2 separate regions of the Pan troglodytes genome follow, and region 1 is linked to region 2. Evidence: chromatin contacts called from public capture Hi-C data. All regions are on one chromosome and are shown on one strand. The core of a region is the stretch at or near the end of the contact, and the rest is flanking DNA. Distances in the headings are between cores, read along the strand shown. Region 1 overlaps P2RY2 (purinergic receptor P2Y2). Region 2 overlaps ATG16L2 (autophagy related 16 like 2).

What was found. Capture Hi-C pulls out chosen DNA fragments and counts their contacts.
Region 1: a contact with region 2 is called in a capture Hi-C map of stem cell-derived neural stem cells, with 4 times the contacts expected there. The contact joins two enhancer-like sites. A contact is called at or near these places in 2 of 7 Hi-C or Micro-C datasets (induced pluripotent stem cells and stem cell-derived neural progenitor cells), 1 of 1 datasets of contacts at active chromatin or transcription factors (stem cell-derived excitatory neurons) and 1 of 1 other capture datasets (stem cell-derived neural stem cells).

The regions. Positions count from the first base shown.
Region 1 is chr9:75,274,238-75,280,008 of NHGRI_mPanTro3-v2.0_pri, forward strand. It overlaps P2RY2 (purinergic receptor P2Y2), which reads left to right. Exons shown (of 4, transcript XM_016921568.4): 4 at 1-3,624. Among named protein-coding and RNA genes, the nearest start is that of P2RY6, 21 kb to the right of the region's middle. Within about 2 kb of position 2,259, at least 5 of the 24 cell types and tissues checked have an H3K27ac peak or open chromatin away from gene starts, as enhancers often do. A contact at or near this core is called in stem cell-derived neural stem cells, where this site is marked.
Region 2 is chr9:74,870,349-74,876,429 of NHGRI_mPanTro3-v2.0_pri, forward strand. All of the region lies in intron 16 of ATG16L2 (autophagy related 16 like 2), which reads left to right. It overlaps FCHSD2 (FCH and double SH3 domains 2), which reads right to left. Exons shown (of 20, transcript XM_016921547.3): 20 at 3,044-5,173. The coding sequence ends at 5,090. Among named protein-coding and RNA genes, the nearest start is that of ATG16L2, 22 kb to the left of the region's middle. Within about 2 kb of position 1,658, at least 5 of the 24 cell types and tissues checked have an H3K27ac peak or open chromatin away from gene starts, as enhancers often do. A contact at or near this core is called in stem cell-derived neural stem cells, where this site is marked.

The DNA of each region.
Region 1 (5,771 bases), core at 1,009-3,508, 400 kb after region 2:
TGTCCCTGGGGGCTCCACCCATGGCCCTGGACTATTTTCAGCCCTTGCAGATGGAGTCAGAAGAGGATTTTCCACTCCCAGTACAATGACTGTCCTGGACCATTGTCCAGCAGTGACGTGGGGGACCTGCCTGCCCCAAAATATCTCCTGCCCCTAGTTTCCAAGCCTCTCTGCCCTGCTCCTCACCTCCCGGCCCTGCTCCTTACCTCCCCACCCTGATATCATTTCCTGGGGCTGTTAACTCCTGAAGACCATTGTGAAACATCACGTGAGACTCCTGGGAGACACAACCAGTTGGAATGAGTTTTCCCTCCTGGCAGGGACCCCAGGTATTGTTTGGCTGCTTAGTGGGACTGGTGGCCCAGAGAGGGCTGTGTCTTACCCAGTCACACAGCAGTCAGTGTGAAGCTTGGATGTAAGCCCAGGGCTCTTTGGCTGCTCCCACTGCCTCAGTCAACTTCATTAGCTCCAGTCTGTGGCTCCTGGAACTGAGAGCTCACCACTGAGCTTCCCGGGATGGGCACCTGGGATAGCAGCCCAAGTGGTGTGGGTGGAGAGGTGCAGCTCATGCTCTGACCTTGGAGTGAGCCCAGTGCAGGGGCCTGACCTTAAACCCTTTCTCCCCACTGAGTCCCATTTTTACCAAATGTGGCTGTTAGGAACTGAATGTTTGTGTCCCCCACCCCACAAATCCATATGTCAAAATCCCAACTGCCAAGGTGATGGTATTAGAAGGTGGGGCCTTTGGGAGGTAACCAGGTCCTAAGGGTGCAGCCCTCATGAATGGGTTTAGTGCCCTTACAGAATGGACCCCAGAGAGCTCCTCACCCTCTTTCCACCATGTGAGGATATAATGAGAAGTTGGCAGTCTGCAACCTGGAAGAGGTCCCTCACCAGATCCCAACCATGCTGGCACCCCGATCTTAGACTTCCCGTCTTCAGAATGGTGAGAAATAAATGTCTCTTGTTTCTAATCCACCCAGTCGGTGGCATTTTGTTATAGCAGCCCACGCTGACTGTGACTGAACTCAGGGTGACAGAGCAGCAGCTCTGGGGCAAAGGGGAGGGTGGGGGCCACAGGGCAGCTGATGCAGGAGCAGGGCTCTGGCCCAGTTCAGCCATCACCAATTCTGGGACTGCAAATTCAGTTTCTTCATCTGGAAAATTGAACTGGTAATACCAATACCTCTTTTCCCGGTTTACTAGACAGCGACAATGCAGTGAGGCACAAACATGCAACTGTTTGATTTTCCTCCCACCCATGCTCCCTGCTCAGTGACGTGTGATTTTCCTTTCCCATCCATAAACTGTGCATTTGGCAAACTCCAAACTTTTGAGTCACTTTTGGGTAACAAAGTCAGGTTTAAGATTTCCATCGCCTACTTAATTGAACACTCACCTGTCCTCTTCCCCCGTGCTGTGAGGACCTTCATCACTCCTCTTCTGGGTCCCTCTCTCCTCTAGGTGTTGGGGCAGGGTGGGGAGGAAAGGGACCAATGTGTCTTTCCTGGTGATGCTACAGCCCTCTCTTGCTGACCTTGCTTCCTGGGCCATCAGTGCCCCCTGCACAGAACTCTCCAAACATCAGTCCACACCTTTGTAAAAACAGTCTCTCCGCTAAGCTATCCCAAAATGACCTGATTAGAGTGTGCAACGTCTTTCCTGCTGGGACTCTGACTGATACCCTGGTCTCCCTGAGTGATTTTCCTGCACACCCTGCTGGGGGTGTGGAAGCCTGTCCCCCTCCCACCCCACACCCCACACTTGGCTGAGATCTCACAGTGGCAAAGATGTCTTTGAATCCATGGTGCCCAGGGTTCAGCGTGTAGAGTGAGGTGGGGTGTGTAGAGAGCTGGGGCAAGGAACCCTGAGAAGGTGTCTTACCCCAGTTGTTTCCAGGTTTCTTTAGAAAGCGGGCTATTTTACCCCATGTGTCCTCAGATTTATGTCCTGGAACCAAATTCCAAATCAGCAGCCACATGAAAAGTCCCCTCCTCTCTGGCGTGGAATTAAACTGTTAGACCTGCCTTTGTGACCAAAGCAATTATAAAATGTGGGGGAGGAAATTAAAAGCCTGCCACCTTAGTCCACACAGTGTGTGCTGTCTCTGTGTGTGTGCACGTGTGTTTATGTGTGTGTTGAATGATCACATGTTCGAGGGAGGATGGTGAGGGGCGAGGGGCAGTCCTGGCGGGTACCAAGTGGACACTCAGAGACAGAAGGGCTGCAGGTGGGCAGCCAGGCCAGAGGGGGGCAACAAGGGGCTGCCAGGAGTCAGACTAAACCCCGGAAGTGGAAGTGGAATGGCAGGAAGAGATGGGAATGGAGGGTCCAGCTGCCAGCTCTGTGGCACCCCCTCTCCTTCCCTCCCTCCCACTCTAACTCCCTTTCCCTCCCCACTCCCCATCACCCTCCCCTTTTGCTCCCTGTCCCCAGAATCCTTGGGAGCAAAGGGAGGCGGACAGGGACAGTCCACTCTGTGCTCTGCCCTGGCTGTTTAGTCTACGAAGGGCCCCAGGTTGGTTGGTGCTGCTCTGCTTCCCCCTGGTGGCCAAAGCTGGCAGCAGTGGCAGGAAACAGGCTGGGATCCAGACCTTCGCCTATGGGGTGATAAGAAAATGATCCGGCTGCAGCCAGGCTGTTGAGTGTGAGGGTCCGGGGGGAGAGCTGACAATTGAAACAGAGAACACAATTTGCATACAGTGACTTGCCAACATGCCCTGACTTGCCAACAAGGTGACGGTGCCTGGCCCAAACCGTGATGTCCGTCTCCTGCACCCCAGCCAGGGGTAGAGATCATTCCCTGCCGAGCAATCCCTTTTCCTGTGGAAGACCACTCTTCACAGGGTCCTGGGCCTCCCCAGCTCAGCCTCAGGGACACAGCACATCTGCCTAGGGCAGCCATGGAAGGACATGGAAGGGTGTAACCATGCCCTTTCCAAAGAATGGGCACCCCTAACTCCCTCTTCTACCCCACTCCGGTAACCCCATCCTCACCAGAGACCCGTGCCCTCCGCACGCCCCTAGAAGTCCTTGTCTTCTCACAGGACAGCCTCCAAAACTGCACTCCATGCCCCGGAGAAGTGTGACTAGCACAGCCGGTTCTCCCAGGAACTCCATCTGGGAAGAAGCTGGGGTTCATCCACCACACCCGAGATGCCTGTAATTTGGATCCCACCAGCATGTCCGTAGGTAAGATGTGTCTGACTCCTGTGGAAGTCATGTGGAAAGGGAGGCCTGAGTTCGGGGTCCTTGGGTGGATCCAGAAGCAGAGGTAAGATGGGAAGCCTCAGCCAGCCTCCTAAGCCGTCCTCTCAGATCTCTGCACACCTCTCACCCACAAGCTTTTACTCCACATAAACCCAGATGCCCTCATTCACAGCACAGAAAGCACACAAATCCTGGAGTCAGAGGGACTTGCGTTTGAATCCCAGCTCTGCCACTCATCAATCAGGCGACCTTGGGTAACTGTTTTCTCATCGTAAACAAAGGGGGTAACCGGCCGGGCATGGCAGCTCACACCTGTAATCCCAGCACTTTGGGAGATCGAGGCGGGTGGATCACTTGAGCTCAGGAGTTTGAGACCAGCCTGGCCAACATGGTGAAACCCCATCTCTACTAAAATACAAAAATTAGCTGGGAATGGTGGCACGTGCCTGTAATCCCAGCTACCTGGGAGGCTGAGGCAGGAGAATTCCTTGAACCCGGGAGGCAGGAGGCGGAGGTTGCAGTGAGCCGAGATTGCGCCACTGCACTGCAGCCTGGGCAACAGAGCGAGACTCCATCTCAAATTAAAAAAAAAAAAGTTGGGGGGGATGGTAACCATACTCACATCATAGTTTATTTATGCTGTTTCTCCTTGCTAGAATGAAAGTTCCCAAAAGGCAGGGATCTCTGTTTTGGTCACTGCTTTATCCTCCGTGCCCATCAGTGCCCGGCACATTCCTTTCCTTTGCAAAGGAAATAAATTAATTATTTTACAAGTTTCACAGTGGCCCTTTGAGGCAGGAACCTTATTATCACCCACTCATTCATTCATTTATTCAACAAATATTTAGTAAGTACCTACTATGTGCCAGGTACTGCTCTGTGTAATGCCCGTAAATCATCAGTGAATAAAAAAACAAAGACAGCCAGGTGTGGTGGCTCACGCCTGTAATTCTAGCACTTTGGGAGGCTGAGGCAGGCAGATTGCCTGAGCTCAGGAGTTTGAGACCAGCCTGGGCAACACGGTGAAACCTCGTCTATACTAAAATACAAAAGAAATTAGCTGGGTGTGGTGGCAGGCGCCTGTAGTCCCAGCCACTCGGGAGGCTAAGGCAGAAGAATTGCTCAAACTCAGGAGGCAGAGGTTGCACTGAGCCGAGATCATGCCACTGCACTCCAGCCTGGGAGACACAGCGAGACTCTGTCTCTTTAAAAAAAAAAAAAAAAAGACAAAGACAATGCCCTTGAGCTTACATTCTAGTAGGGGGAGAGAGATAATAAGCAGTGAACATAATAGAATGTAAATTATATGGTGTGTTAAAAGGTGACAAGCTCTGTAGGAGGCAAAAAACAACAGGGAGAGGGATTGTGAGGACATGAAGGTTGCAATTTTAAATAGGGTGGTTGGGTGAAAAGGAGGCATTTGGGCAAATACTTGAAAGAGGTGTGGGAGTTAGCCAAATGGAAAAGAGCTCCCAGAAAGAGGGACCAGTAAGTGCAAAGCCCTAGGGCCTGCAGCTGGGGTGGAGTGGGCCTGGAGGGGAGGAGGGGAGGCCAGAGGTCGGGGGAGATCTGGTAGGACATTGAATGAGAAGGGAAGCCATGCAACGTCTGAGGAGGAGATAGAATCTGACTTACATTTTAGAAGGATTGGTCTGTCTGCTGTGCTGAGAACAGACCACAGTGGGGCAAGGTCAGAAGTAATGACTACAGGGAGGAGCTGTTGCAGAAATCCAGGTGAGAGCTCAGGCTGAGGACTGGGACCAGGTGGTAGCCATGGAGGTGGGGAGAAGTGGACCAATGCCAGATGTATTCTGAAGGAAGAGTGAATGGGATTCTTTATGGATTGGATGGAAGGAGGTGATAAAAGAAGAGGGGGTGCAGAGGATGCCTACAATGTTTTGTAGACAGTGACCCTGAGATCTAGAGAAGATGTAGTGTGAGGCCACACAGCTAGTCAGTGGGTGGGGGTGGAGGAGAGGAGGATGGGACCGGGGTGGCGGGAAGGTCCTCAGGTCTAGGACAGCATCTGGGAGAGGATAGGGGGAAGGACTCTGGCATAGCTGGTCACAAACCAGCCCCAGGGCAACTGAGCATTGATTTGATCAATGGCTTTTTCCTCTTCCCTTGAATTCCCCTATGATGGCCTTTTAATTGGGTCCATTTGTTCCAAGGCCGTGGGCTGAGCTGAGCAGACGCCAGATGATATGCCTATTATTAAATAGATTAGGAAATGGCCCTACATCTTGGGCTGCCAGAAAAACCAGAATGACTGAACAGTGTACCTGAGGAGTAACACGTGTATTGTGGAATACTGGATGTATTGCAGAATCCCTTCCAGACACCTTGCCTTTCCTATGCTGTCCCTGCGTCTACAGAATCCTTCTGACTTCCTTGCTCACCTGAAATGTGTCTCCTCCTCCAAGATTCACTTCAAATCCCCTCCTCGGTGAAGGAGCTGAAGGAGCGCGCTAATCACCACCCCTCCCCTCAGCCTGCCTGAGCTACTGCCACAGAGAACTCACACATCTGCCTGGCAAGAGATCCAACCTGAATTGGAGGGT
Region 2 (6,081 bases), core at 408-2,907:
ACTTTTGGAGGCTGGGGCAGGTGGATCACCTGAGGTCAGGAGTTTGAGACCAGCCTGGCCAACATGGTGAAACCCCGTTTCTACTAAAAATACAAAAAAATTAGCCGGGTGTGGTGGCACATGCCTGTAATCCCAGCTACTTGAGAGGCTGAGGCAGGAGAATCGCTTGAACCCAGGAGGCAGAGGTTGCAGTGAGCTGACATAGTGCCATCACACTCCAGCCTGGGTGACGAGTGAAACCCCGTCTCAAAAAAAAAAAATTTTTTTTTTTTTCAGGAAAATATTCCCAGACCAGAGCTCTCAGAAACAGACACAGCAAAAGTGTGTTTTTTGGCCTCTGGGACCGAGGGAAAATAGTCTAGGAACAAGATGCTCTTTGGCATTCATTTGGTTCTTGGCAGATCGAGCAGTAACAAGGCAAACACAGGAAGAGTCTAGGAGGAAACTTAAAAGTTGCAGGATTTGGGGATAAATTACAATCCTCCCCCTTCTAACCTAAAATTTCTGTAATTTAGTTATATTTCTGTCATGAAAAACAACTTCACAATGAACAAAATAAATGCGAAGATTCAGAGCAGCTGGATTTCATCCTAAGGCCACTGGGAGAGGGCTGGGCAGTCATTGGCCACAAAACCAAAAGCTGCGGCTGGGTTCTTCAGGCAGTGAGTGGATAGAGCAGCCTGGGATGCAGTTGCAATCTAGAGGATAAAGGTTTGTTTTGTCCCAGGTCCCAGCGGGAGAGTCCAGTGGCTTGTTTTCTTTTCAATTTCTTGCCATCCAAAGAAGTCTGTGTATTAGTAAGTCTGGTTTCAAATATTGTGACCTTTTTTGTGTGATGTTCTCTGTATCTAGAAACAACTCATCCAGGGCATGAGAGTTAGATAAGCTCTTGGAGATAACCTCATTCCATTCCTTTTTTTTTTTTTTTTTGGAGACAGAGTCTTGCTCTGTCACCCAGTCTGGAGTGCAGTGGCATGATCTTGGCTCACCGCAACCTCTGCCTCCTGGGTTCAAGCAATTCTCCTGCCTCAGTCTCCCGAGTAGCTGGGATTACAGGTACCCGCCACCACACCTGGCTAATTTTTGTATTTTTAGTAAGAGACGGGGTTTCATTATGTTGGTCAGGCTGGTCTCAAACTCCTGATCTCAGGTGATCCACCAGCCTTGGCCTCCCAAAGTGCTGGGATTACAGGCGTAAGCCACCGTGCCCAGCCATCATTCCATTCCTTTTACAATTGAGGATGTGGCAGCTAAGAGGGAAAGGTCTTCCATCAAGCAGTGGCAGGGCTAAGGCCAGATGATGCCCTCCCACTGGGTCTCTGGCTTGTGAATGTGGCTGGGGTGGTGGGTCAGAGAGGAAGGGGATCTAGGTGGTGTACTGAGAACCTGTGGCTTGATTGCATCATGCATCAAGTCAGTTCCTGTGATGAAGGAGACCAAAATTTAGCTATGACGCTGGGGTTAGGCAGTTAGCTGAGCTTTGCCCTTGGTCACAGACGGAACCTCCAGTACCGAAAGCAGCTTTCACTGGCAGGGAAGTCAGAAGACGGAAATGACATTTCGTGTCCTGACAGCCCTTCCCACATTTTTGGTAGAGCACTTCACACACATTCTTTCCCTTGGGCCTTATGACAACTCTGTGCGTTACTATGGGCCTGGAAGACTATCAAGGACCCTAGTTCTGGAGGGAAGGACACTGAGAAGAGGCAGGAGAGGTGGTGGTGAGAAAAGGCAGGAGAGGTGGTGGTGAGAAGAGTTCGTGGTGACCAGCCTGTGGCACACTTTATATGGCCTTCCTGGAACCACAGTCTTATTCTCAGGTTCCAGATGAGGACACAGGCTCAGTCCCCATGGCTGTCAAGTGGCAGAGCCAGGATTTAACCCAGACCTCCTGGCTCCTAAGTCCATATGCGGTTGGTGGGAGTGTAAATGGATATAGTCCTTATAGGAAGCCAATTTGGCAAAATCTAACAAAATTAAATACATACCTTTTTGACCCTCAAATTCCACACTTAGGAATCTACCCAACATTTATACTGGAACATATTTTTTTTTTTTTTTTTTGAGACAGAGTTTCACTCTTGTTCCCCAGACTGGAGTGCAATGGCACAATCTCAGCTCACCGCAACCTCTGCCTCGCAGGTTCAAGCGATTCTCCCGCCTCAGCCTCCAGAGTAGCTGGGATTACAGGCATGAGCTACCATGCCCAGCCAATTTTGTATTTTCGGTAGAGACTGGGTTTCTCCATGTTGGTCAGGCTGGTCTCAAACTCCTGACCTCAAGTGATCCGCCTGCCTCGGCCTCCCAAAGTGCTGGGATTACAGGCATGAGCCACTGCGCCCGGCTGAACACATTTTTATGTAAACAAGCAGTGTGTACACTTAAGAGTCTTATGCACAGGATAATGTCTGGAAAAATGCTTACTGCATGTCCCCAGCTCCAGGAAAGAGGAGAGCTTGTGGGGCCCTTCCCCAAACAGGCTGTGTCCTGGTCCTCAGTGTGGCTGGCTGGAAGCCAGGGGGACTCAGCCTTTGACTAAGAATGCTCCATCCACCCCTGGGACCGAGAAAATCTCCTTTCACACAATTCATTACTCCTTAGGGTGGAGGTTTAGGAAAGGGGAGAGGCATCCAGAATGCCCGCTTCCTGGAAGCCAGTGGTCACATCCGGCAAGGGGACTTCAGTGACCTTCCTCTCACCCCTCCAGCAGCAGAATCAGAGCTCCCTCCTCAGCTGCCTCTATGCTATCTGCCCCTCCCTTCTAGCACATGTCCCACAGTACTGTCCTCACGTATTTCTTTTTTTTCCCATGGGAAAAGCAAAGACCGTAACCTATTTACTGCCATCTCTAGTACCCAGGATATTACACCTAGCACATGGGGGCTTCAGGGACTGTCTGTCTCATAGATGGATTAATTTACTTTCTCCTCTCTCTGTCTGTTAGCTGGTTTAAAGGAGGGCCCAGGAATGTTTTTATAAGAAGCATGGGCCTTTTGGAAAGGTCTGTTTACCCAAACCTTTCTATATTAAAACTTAGAAAACATAATTCCATTTTTTTTATTATTCAACATTTTATACATTAATAAATACAAACTTTTTACAGCCACTGTAAAGAAAGCACATCTGCACAGAGGCTCCCTCCGAGCCCTGACCTGTGCACTGTGGTGCTGGATTCCATATCCTGGATGGAGGGGTTATTTTTTAAAAAGGAGGCATGTTTCACAACTTTGTTTTTTAAAATAAAATTAGCAGCTCTTCCAAAAAATATTTTAAAATACAACAAAAGATTTCAAATAACCCTTTGAGGTTGTGGAAAACCCAAATTCAAGGACAATTTGGCTAGCTAAAGACAGAATACAAGACTGGGTGGCAAGAACTGCTCTATTTAATAAGCATTTGAAGATTTTTAATATGTTAGCAAACTTTAAAATCTTAAAAAAACCACCCTTTTAATTTCTTTTTTAAACTTAAGAATAAGTTTGATAAACACAAAAGACCTCAAATAGATCAACAGGTTAAGAAGTGTAAAAAACAACAACGAAAAAAACCCCAAATCATGGAGAAGATTCATCAATGGGTATTGTCACTGAAGTGATCAAAGAACTAAAAATTTCTTCAGTTATCACCTTACTTTTGGTCAAAAATCCCATGGGGACATTTGGCGAGCATTTCAAGTTTTTTAAGATTCTTAGGAGGGATGGAGTTTTCAAAGCATAATACAACTTGTAGATTAAATTCTGCAAATTTGATTTCTTAACCAAGGAAAAAAAAAAAAAACAAACCACAACCGGCGAACATCCCTTAGTCCCTAGGTATTGTGCTCCCTACCTTCTACAGGAGCGGACAGCGGACAGTCAGCACCTGACGTGGGGGCACCTGCTGCTGCAGGCTTGCTGGCCTGCAGAGAAGGCCACTCCTGGCTTTCCCTGTGACACACAGAAGACACTTGTCTTTTCCTGGTCAATCTGTACTTGTGCAGGGTGCGCAATCCTTCAGTCCTTTCTCATAGAAAGCTGGTTTCCTCCACGAGCCACCAGGTTCTTCCTTCCACGGAAATGTCAGGGTAGTGGGACCTGGAAGCTGCATTTTCCACCATAGCAGTTGGTCTGGACCAGCCACAGCCTGGCTGTCTGGGCCGGTCTGCTGGCTTGGGAATAAAATAATGCCGGGGCGTCCCCAGTAGAGAAGCTCAACAATGCAGGTATGTGTCCTCAACTTATCTAGACATTTGGATTCTAAGGATACTGGTAAGAAGAGTATATGCTGTAAAAATTAAGATGAAAAATACCCAAATACAAAAGAACATTATATTGGCTAATTTCAGATCAGGAAGTTCCATTTCTGCTTTAGCCACAGCCTCCTTTCTATTAGTCTATGTGATGAACAAGATGTGGCTACTAGTTCAGCCCCTCCATATTAGCTCTGCTAATTCTAAATGAATGGCACAGATATTAATACGAAGGACACTGTTATTTTAAGTCTGTTAGTTGTGGAAGAGATGTGCGTTAATGCAATTGGTGCTAAATTCAGGGCAGTCCAATTTTTCCCAATAAGGTTTCACTTTCTCAGTCTGGGGACTAACCTTGGGGAGGAGCCAGCCTCTCCTGAAATCCCTCCTTCTGTTTCCTTATGTAGCCAACATGATCTGATTAATTCTCAATCAGATGAGCAAAAGCCACTTGAAGAAAGATGAGAATCTTTGCCACATCCTTGTGGTCACAGTAATATACTGTACGAGTGCACATGATCAGTAATTTAGGGACTGTGCCCTGGAATGAGGCCTGGTCTTGAGTCTCATATAAAAACAGACCACTGTTAGGCATGAGGGCTGCCCCCCTCTTTGCTCCTAGGGTCCGCTAGGATTTGTGCTATGGTAGGAGAAATGACATAGAAAATGACAACAAAAAAAAAAAGGCACGAAATATTCAAAACGTGGGAGGAGTCTACCAGGCCACCCAGTCACACATAATCCTCCTTGTTTTTTGCTCTGTTCAAGAGTCATCATCATGCAAAGGTGCCTAAAAAACAAGACTGGCCAAACTCCAAGCCTGGCCTTGATTGTAGCAGTAATGGATGGGCAAGCCCATCATCACACCAGTGTGATTTCCACATCTTCAATCTTCTCTGCTGGCCTTCGGTGATTCTGTGTAGGTGGAGGGGGAGCTGCCCGGACCTGAGCAGGAAACAATTACGTAGTTTGTCAGTCAGTTCCTGACTCAGTATCTGAAGCATCCCCAAAACCTAATCACTCATCTGTCCAAGGACATGGGCACCCTAGGGGTCTCAGAAATGTTGTGAGCACGTGCTTTCAACCTAATCTTCACTATTTCCTACACTGAGAAGCAGTTGAAGCCCACAAATCAGCTTCTTGCCTAGGCTAAAAACCTCATGGGCACAAGTCCCATGACTAAGATCCTAGCACATCCTCCAAAGCAAAGGTCTGGCTGGAAGCAAGGGAGAGCAATGCTTAGAGAAATGAAACATTTCAGTGTGTCTTGGGAAGAGAGTTACAAAAGAGAAGGCTAGAAAGGTAGGCTAGGGTTAAGTTGTGAAGGGCCTTGTTAAACCATGTTTAAACATCTGCTTTAAGAAGAAAAAAATAAATCTGTGCTTTATTCTGTAGGCAAAAGAGGAATTTTTGGTGGATTTTAAGCAATATCAGATCTGCGAAAAGATGACTCAGGTAACAATTGGAGAAAGGATCATAGGCAAGCAAGAGTCCAAGTAAGAAGGCAACTTAGGAGACTTTTGTAATCCTCTGAATGAGAGTTGACAATAGCCCAAACAAGGGTACTGGCAGTAGGGGAAGTAGAGAAGTGGAAAGATTTGCGAGCTCTCTGCAAGGTATACCTGGCAGGATTTGGGAATGACTGTGGGAGGCAGGGGCAGGAGGTATTAAGAATGATGCCAGAACACCAGTAGGATGGGGGTTCCATTTACCAAGATAGGCAATATGGGAGAAGGAACATGTCTGGAAGGGAACATAACTCATTTTTGCTGAGTTTTGGGGATCTGGGACATATAAACTGAGATATCCACACATCTGAAGCTCAAGAGAAGAGATCGGATTGGCAGTTATAA